2 separate regions of the Capsicum annuum genome follow, and region 1 is linked to region 2. A link is a contact called in public Hi-C data. All regions are on one chromosome and are shown on one strand. The core of a region is the stretch at or near the end of the contact, and the rest is flanking DNA. Distances in the headings are between cores, read along the strand shown.

The links. Hi-C and Micro-C count contacts between places; a contact is called where the count stands out from the background.
Region 1: a Hi-C map of leaf shows a contact between it and region 2, with 2.1 times the contacts expected there. The contact joins two enhancer-like sites. A contact is called at or near these places in 2 of 5 Hi-C or Micro-C datasets (leaf and placenta).

Annotation. Positions count from the first base shown.
Region 1 is chr9:158,404,170-158,408,877 of UCD10Xv1.1, forward strand. It overlaps LOC107842432 (sodium/calcium exchanger NCL), which reads left to right. Exons shown (of 7, transcript XM_016686273.2): 2 at 1-32; 3 at 608-789; 4 at 1,242-1,387; 5 at 1,465-1,741; 6 at 1,819-2,121; 7 at 3,039-3,498. The coding sequence ends at 3,287. Among protein-coding and RNA genes, the nearest start is that of LOC107842432, 12 kb to the left of the region's middle. Within about 2 kb of position 3,327, at least 1 of the 5 cell types and tissues checked has an H3K27ac peak or open chromatin away from gene starts, as enhancers often do. A contact at or near this core is called in leaf, where this site is marked.
Region 2 is chr9:158,320,020-158,324,409 of UCD10Xv1.1, forward strand. It overlaps LOC107842433 (homogentisate 1,2-dioxygenase), which reads left to right. Exons shown (of 9, transcript XM_016686274.2): 6 at 65-134; 7 at 266-420; 8 at 505-588; 9 at 1,101-1,637. The coding sequence ends at 1,328. Among protein-coding and RNA genes, the nearest start is that of LOC107842433, 6.4 kb to the left of the region's middle. Within about 2 kb of position 1,407, at least 3 of the 5 cell types and tissues checked have an H3K27ac peak or open chromatin away from gene starts, as enhancers often do. A contact at or near this core is called in leaf, where this site is marked.

The DNA.
Region 1 (4,708 bases), core at 2,077-4,576, 86 kb after region 2:
CTTGAAAGATACTAAAGGATTCAGCTTGACCGGTTTGCCTCTTAACTCTTAACCTATGTGTGCAGAAGCATGTTCTTTCCTCCTTTTGTCTTTCCTGAAATATATTGCTATAGACCACTTTCTTTCACCCCCCTGCTTTTCTATACGATCAAATCTATTCGTCTTCTAAATATTGGGCCGTAAGGAGGGTGTGTAAGGATTTTAAAGGACAAGTTTTATGAGGCAAGACAAAGAACGTACTTTGATCTTTGTTGAGAGTTCATTGGTTAGACGTGTGGTGCCGTGGTGAGTTCTCTCGCAAAACTTGTTGACCATCTGATTACCGAACTTACAGGGACTAAAGTTAAATTATTTAGCTCATAACACGACTTGCATGGTCACTTGGGGAAGCAGTTAAAACCAAAAGTTTGGGGCTCTGAATATCTGTGATCCATATCTCTTCCAATTTACTATACTGGTCCTTGAAATTTGTTGGTACTCTGCCATATTAACTCCATACAATTTACAGCATCAATAATTTGCACTTGTGCAAGTGATACTCCTGCTAGTATATGGCAGATTTTGTGTATCAAGATGCTTCTACTCAATGAGTAGCTGGTGAATGTAGGTTCTGGTGTAAGTACTGATGTATGGACAAGATATGCTGCAACAATAATGGCCGTGTCTGTAACTCCATTTGTTGTTGTCCAATTGCCACAACTCCTCCATTCAACTTCAGGAAGACATTTGGCTGTCTTGATCGCTCTTATCATTTCACTTACACTGCTTGTTTCTTATTGTCTCTATCAGGTAGTGTGACACATTGACATGTTTTTTTCTCTTTTATTCACTGTGGGTAATCTCATTTCAAACTGCTATGACATCATCTGCAGAGATCTGCCTTGACGGCATTTTTTGGAGAGAAATACCAATATTTAAAGTTTTGAACTGAATTTTCAAATCGGAAATAATGTTTCCCTATGATTGATCGTGTTTAAAGTAGTTTTTATCCCTGCATAGCCTGGATAACATAGTTTTCACATAACCGCTTGAGTTCAAGTTGAACTTGTATTGGGACAACGTGATGACTCCTCTGCCTCCTCTCCCAAAAAGAAGAAACACATAAAGATAAATCTTTCTTATCCTATATACTAGGCAGTTAAATAGTTTCACTTTCTTACAGTTGGAATCATGGGGCCTGTTTATTCTCTTTTTTTTTTTAAGCAAAGTTGCTCTGAACTTCTCTCCAACTTTTAATGCAGGTGTTTCAGCCTTGGATACAGAGGAGACGTCTTGCTTATGTAAAACATAAGCATTTTATATCAGGAGTTTTGAAACATTTAAGAATGCGTGCATTGGGTAGGCTTTGCACAGACCAGGGAGCACCAAATATAGAAGTTTTAGAGAAGTAAGTTTGAAATGCTTTCTGCACAGTTTTAATCGTTGTTAGAATTCTTATCAATGTGATGAAGGATTGCGCGTCAGGCTATTCAAGGCAATTGATGAAAATGAAGATGGATATCTTTCACGTTCTGAATTAAGAGCTCTGGTAGTAGGACTCCGTCTTGAGGAGGTGAATTTAAATGAGAATGATGCTGTGGAAAAGCTGATGAAAAATTTTGATACTTCTCATGATCAGCGAGTTGAACTATCTGAGTTCATTGCCGGAGTTTCAAAATGGCTTAATGAGGCCAGAGGTTCCAATGCTCCTTCTCCTGAAACTGGTGCCGGTACAGTGAAGTACCTTGGTGATTTGCATGAGGTTTGTCAAGTGTTAATGACCATTTGTAGATAGTTTATTGCCATGATGATAGTGATAAAATGTAGACGTGCTTGCAGCAAACAAGGACAGAACACTACTTCTTAGGGGATCAAAGTGACGAAAGTGTTGAGGCTGTTGAGAATCCCAGATCTACTGCAACTAAGGCCGTCTTATTGCTGTTGCTGGGCACTGTCATTGCTGCCGTGTTTGCTGATCCCCTAGTTGATGCTGTCAATAACTTCTCAAGTGCCACAACCATTCCTTCTTTTTTCGTCTCATTCGTTGCGCTGCCACTGGCAACCAACTCCAGTGAGGCAGTGTCAGCTATTATCTTTGCTAGCCGGAAAAAGTTGAGATCTGCATCGTTAACATTTTCTGAGGTTTGTTTCCTGATGCATCTTTTGTGCTTTTATGTTTGTAGAAATTATGGTTTTGCTGCCCTTTACTTGCTTAGCTGAACATGGAAGATCATTAATGTTATCAAGAGGCGGACTTGATCTGAGGTTTTCCAATATGTCAAATCCCTTAGGGTTACCTCTGTATGCAGGATGAGATAAAAGAGAGAGAATTGGATGGCGGTATTTGATGTTAGGAAGGCTTTCCTCTGACCCATTTAGTAAACATTATATAAGATAAGAGTGATGGGGAGCCGTGGAAGCAGCCACTAATACTTACATTAGAGTTGGCTATCTAAATTACACCCAAGAGGGTGAGGTCCTTCCCCAGCGGGCTGTCCTATATAAGGATGTAGTATTCCATCATAAAGCTTGTCCATTATTTGGTGTGTGACCAGATAAAGCTTATGAATTGCTGCAACACAAATTTACTTGTATTTTGCTCAAATTTGTATTTCGGCCTTCACAAATTTGTTTGACATGATTCATTGTAGGATCCATTTGATACGAAACAAGTGATTTGATGCTAAGGAAAAACATCAAAACCAACTACACCTTAGTCCCAAGCTAGTTAGAATCAACTATATGAATCCTCAATATGAGGGATGGCCTTGGCTCAGCGGTAAGCTTGCTTACCGTGGTGTGCCAGGGTCGGGGGTTCGAAACGCCCCTCCAACGAAGTTGGGGTGAGGGCGCGTAGGTCAGGCCCGGAGTGGTCCCCCCCCTCCCCGACACCTACGGAGTAGGTATGAACCGGGTCGTCCCCTATATGAATCCTCAATATCCATTTCACTCCATGTTAACCTCTTTTGCTTCAATAATCAGTAATTCAGATTTGAGCATTAAGCAGTTTGATAATACAATTACCTAGTTTTGATAACATCTGTAATGGTACCTTGCAGTTGTATGGAGCAGTGTCTATGAACAATCTCCTTTGTCTATCCGTCTTCCTTGCTCTCGTCTATATCAGAGGATTGACATGGGATTTCTCGTCAGAGGTGCTGGTTATTCTAATTGTTTGTGTTGTCATGGGGGTCTTCGCGAGTGTTCGTATCACCTTTCCTCTTTGGACTTCTTTGCTGGCTTTTTTACTGTATCCCTTTTCTCTTGCACTTGTATACGTTCTCGACTACAAATTTGGTTGGTCTTAAGACCCTTTGGTTGAATTTGTATGCAAGCCGCATTTCAGTTGCTCCTGGACGTGCTGGAGCTGCTTTAACTTGAGAGCCGAGGCTATTTGGTTGTATAATTTCACTCATAATTTTCCTCTTGGTTATAGATTTTCAGGGTGTTCGCTCCAGTAAACCATCTCACTAATGTTAAGCAGACTGATTCTGCATATCCATTTCTCTTTCTGATGTACTTTGCTGTTTCTCCACACTTGTCATTCCTGCTTTTCTGCAACTCCGTCAATTTCATTTTACTTGGGACATGTTGACTCAACAAATTTTACTTGGGACATGTTGACTAAACACGTCCCTTGAAAAATCAATAATTAGGTGTATTTTAAGTACCAAATTAATCTTATTAATAATATTTTGAAACTCTATATTTTAATATTATTACTACACTTAATTTAAAATACTAAGTAAAAAGTTAAAAATATTAAAATCATCTTTTTTTACAAATTGACAAGTAAATTGGAACATGATATAAGCCAAAGGGCCTTAAATCTTTTGATTACATCATTTAAGGTCAATATAAAGAGGTCCAATCCATGGTCAAGCAAAGGGCTCAAGGATGTACTTAGAGCTGCTTATTGGAATTGGGTGGACCATTACACTTAACGATTTGGTTTAACGGTTATTGGTTTTAAAATATACAAATCCACTAGTCAACCGATAAGATATCGATTGGTTCGGTAACGGATAGACAGTTATCGGGCGATTTATCAAACATCCACAATTCCTACTTGAATGCGTCTCAAAATCAAAAAACAAAATAGAATAGAACATTCTTTTCTTTTCACGGTGGCACTGACAACAGAAATCCTAGTGTTAAATCTCTTTAAAGCTTTGGCTACTGTTGAGTACTTTTGATTTGAGTCGGCAAAGCAAACCAAAGCAATGAACAGGTTATGAGTTTGGACCTTTTGTTAAGCGCCAATCGTTAGGAGTGGAAACCGGTGGTTTAAGACCAGGGGAAAGAGCTTCGTTAGGAATGATTGGAGCTAGGGGGTAACTGATTCGCAAAAGCAGCTGCTGGTTTAGCAGGAACAGCTACAAGAACTTTTGCAGCAGCAGCAGATAGAGCTTCAGCAGGAACAGGAGCTGCTACAGTTGCTGATGCGCTTGGAAAAAAGTCGAATGTGTTAAGCATATTCTTTTTTCCACTACTTTACTGTTTAGGGTTAATTAAGGGTGGGCTTTAGGTTAGAATTTAGATCCATTAGGTTTGAGTTTAAATTTTACTATAATATAATATATATTTTATATATCTAGGGGGAAAATATAAGTATATATGGTAATTCTTAACGGGTTAACGGTTTATCCAATAAGAAAATTGTGTAATCCACCCCACACCAATAAGCCGTTAATTAAAAAAATTTAATCCGTTCACCAACCATTTATCC
Region 2 (4,390 bases), core at 157-2,656:
TTATCCAATTTACTTTGCTGTTTGTCTCCTTAGTCCTGATGTAATATATTTCCTCAATTTGCAGTATGATTTAAGCAAGTTCTGCCCATACAATACTGTATTGATGGACCACAGTGATCCTTCAATAAACACAGGTTGGTTAGGTTTATGAAGTTACTATAGGTTCTAAGTATTATCAATGTTTAATTGTCATTCGTGTGAATCTTGTTCTTAAATTTATCGGTGTTGCTAGTTACATTTACTCTGGTTTCTTAAATCAATGCAGTTTTGACAGCACCAACAGATAAACCTGGTGTGGCGTTGCTTGACTTTGTCATTTTTCCTCCACGGTGGTTGGTTGCTGAACACACCTTCCGTCCTCCATATTATCATCGCAACTGTATGACCGAATTTATGGGTCTAATCTATGGGGGATACGAGGTTGTTTATCTCGCTCTTTCATGAAGTCGATGCTCAACTATAGGGTTATTTCTTTCACTTTTAATGAGGTTAAGCTTGTTTCAGGCAAAAGCTGATGGTTTTCACCCTGGAGGGGCAAGCCTCCACAGCTGCATGACTCCTCATGGTCCTGATACCAAAACATATGAGGTAATGTCTGTTCTGTTCCCCCCTCCCTCTATGGCATTGTTTCTTTTCCCTTCCCGCATATGCATCTTATTTATATTCTTTCCATTGTTTAGTTACCAACGATGAATCCTTTTTTAAAAATTCTGTGGCAAAACGCAATTCGCTTGTCCAATTCAAGGTTCTATACATTTGCAGTGCAAGTGTATTATTGTCTCAGCTTTTTTGTTTACAAGTTACAACATCGTGCATTGAGCATAACTATACTTTTTTTAAAAAAATTAAAATTATAATAGGGTAGGGAATCAAACTGTTACCAATAAAATTAAGTTCAGAAAGTCAACCGGACTACTAAGATTCCCCGAGACTTCAGCAAAACAAGAAAACCTACTAAGATCCCCCGAGCATAATTATACTAGTTAATCTAGCACTTATGATCTGTGCATCATAACCATTTGTTGTTGCATCCAAATCATGGTTATATGTGGTACACTTTTGTTCACCAAATGATTCTGATGCCATATAACATTTGACAGGCAACCATTGCACTTGGAAATGAAGCTGGTCCACATAGAATAGCTGATACCATGGCTTTTATGTTCGAGTCTTGCCTAATACCCCGTGTCTGTCCGTGGGCACTTGAATCTCCATTTATGGATCACGATTATTACCAATGCTGGATTGGTTTGAAGTCTCACTTCTCAGGACTATCTATAAATGAGGACAGCCGTGATTTGCAGAATGGAAAACCTATAGAAAGGTGAAATCTTATTGTTCAGCTAGCTTATGTAGTTCCTCCTAATAGTTCCTCCTAATGAGACTTAGTTTGTGCATAAGGAGTCAGGGGCATGTAATATGTAAAATAAACCCTAGTTAGTATTGGATCGAAAGATTAGGGTGATAATCCAAGTGCAGATACAGTGCTAAGATGAAACCAATGTCCTGTGGAATTGTGAGGTAAGTAGAAATTTGTTACCGTGATGATGTTGTAGTTTATGGTGTTGTATATATAAAGATGGAACTATCATGGAATACCTTTAGCAATTGCAAGAGCAACCAATAACTTACTCTTATTACTATTTCTTCTATGTTTCAGTAACCTCCTAAATTTTTAGTGAATATTTTGGTTACAGAAGTAGCATGTGTAGAATTCTTCATCAATGCAAATTCCGTTACGAGTTCATCTTTACCCCATTCTTCTTTACAAGTGGGGTTAGCCCCTGCTGTGCACACGCCGAATTGCAGGGGGTCAATCACTATTTTACATAGCGATTGTCGTGTGTACTAAGATTAGGCATGTCAAAGATTCACAACAGACGGTATAATCTGCTCGAATGATACTTCATTGTTTCCCAAGATTAGCTAGTCTAGCTGGTCTTTTAATATTGTTAGCTTCAACATCTTGAGATAACAGCAGCAGCTGCAACATTGTATGATAGACTTCAGAGCTCTCACCACAAAAATAACCTGCAGTTATGTGAAAACTTGTTTGATCTAACATGCCAAAGTAAGACGCTTGTAGTTGTACAATAATCAAAGTGCATCGAAAATATAATATCCTTTCACAGGTTTCCGAGGGAACATTGTGTTCATTGACATGACATATATGTGCAACACAATATACTTGCAGCATACTAAACTGATTGGAGCATGCTCCTTTGTAGTTCGATCAGTTGTGACGTTGTCAGCTGAAATACAATTAAATGCGAAAGTTTGATGTTTCGAAAATAGTTCCTAAAATGTTTGCCATACAACTTTCTTGGCAAATACACAAGGAACTATCAAAAACTTTAATTCTATCAAAATATTTTTTCCTTATTCCTCCTTTACCAGTAGGTCGGCCTACTCCCTGTAATTGTACTTGTCATCGGATTTTTTCAACCTTTCCTTCAGCAACCTGCATTCATGAATGACTGATAGAGCTACAAGGACGATAGTCACCCCCTAATCCTTCTAGTCCGATTTATTTTTTGTCAGGCTTGAGCCATCCTTGTTTAATTTCTAAACACCTCTATGGAGGATTCCCATTTAACACTAATTATAATCTTAATTTCGATTATTGTTAGTGAATTGCTATCTAATCATATTCCTCAATACTAGAGTAAGTTTTGTTGAAAGAGATGGGATCATGTTTCCTATTAGAGATGCTTTAGTCTTCTTTCCGATCATATGAATATTAATAAGATTTAAATATTTGAATCTAAATATACATTTGAAACCCTCTAAATAATTAAAATTATTTATTTTCTCAACATCTAAATGTACAAGATTTATCTTATTTAAAATTAGTTATTATTACATAGACCTTATAACATTAGACCTTATAACACTAGTAAACTATGTAGACCATATAAATTTGTTTAAGTGTAAATTAGAAAGTATTAGATATTGTATAGACTACAAAAATTATAGAATAAAGATCATTAGAAATCACTATATTAGCAAAATACCTTTAGGATAAAAAATAGTAGTGTGAAAATTGATAATTTAAGGAAATTAGAATATTTAAATCTAACAATTCAAGTTGAAAAGAAATACAGACGTTTAAAAGACAATAATTTTATTAAGTGTAATTTTAACAACGGAGAACATATATTACATGGAGATAATCCACAACTAAATACTATTACAGACTTTATAATAAACCTAGGAGAAAAAGTTCAAAAAGAAAATACAAAAATATTAAAAACTCTAGAGATATTAAAAGACCTGCAAAACAAACAAAAGAATTTGTTAAGTAAAATAGAATTAAATTTTGATTTCCTAAAGAACCAACATTTAATTATTAATAGATGTGTCTTTAATATTATAAGATCTGGATCGATGGCGGTTCACTGTCAGTTTTCTGGTCTTGTAAAATTAGTAAATTACTTATAAACATACCTCCAGTATATGGTTATTCTCTCAGTGTTTTAGCAATAACAATGGATTAATCTGTAAATTCCTAGGGATTTAAAAAGTCCGCAGAAGATTAAAAAAGGATTGTTGTTGTTATCCCGCGGTGTGATTAAAGAAGATATTGGTAAAATACCTAAAACTGAAGAGAAATAGATGAACAGGGTATAAAATTTAAAAAAAAAAATCAAAAAATGCAAAAATATTTTTTAGGAGAAAATATACTTTGATCTTTATGACTCGAACTCTTATACTAGACTAAGGACAACGAAGAAGGGAGTACTGAGTAGGATTTTACAGCATATAAAAAACACATCCACGTTAACTCTGCTTTGTTTTCTCATAACTACTTACCTGCTTTAATTACTTGTTTATATTACTTTGCTTGACTTATTTATTTACTTTGCTTATAACATATACTAAAGCTTGTTTATTAATTATTTGCTTTGTTTATATATTATATATACGCTTTATTATTATTATTATATATCTGTCTCATAATATTACTATCTATCTGTCTATTATTATTTTTATATTATTATTATCTGTCTATTAATATATATTATATTTTATTATTATTATCTATCTGTCTATTAATATATATTATATTATATTATATTATATTATATTATATTATATTATATTATATTATTGTCTATCTGTTTATTATTATTGGTATCAGAGCCCTAAGATTCTAGAAGACTTTACTATATATGGTGTTGTCAAGAACTACTCCTGTTAGTAGAGTATGTACTTTGTTTACAAAATTGTATGGATTTGACTCTGGAAGCTTATAAGACAATATTTCCACAAGACTTTTAAGAATTAGTAGAACTAGGCTCAAATCTGAATTTCTAAATGATTACTTTTATTATTGCACAATTAATGGGAACTCGTTTGATCAGACTTGGCTCATAACTAGATAGATATA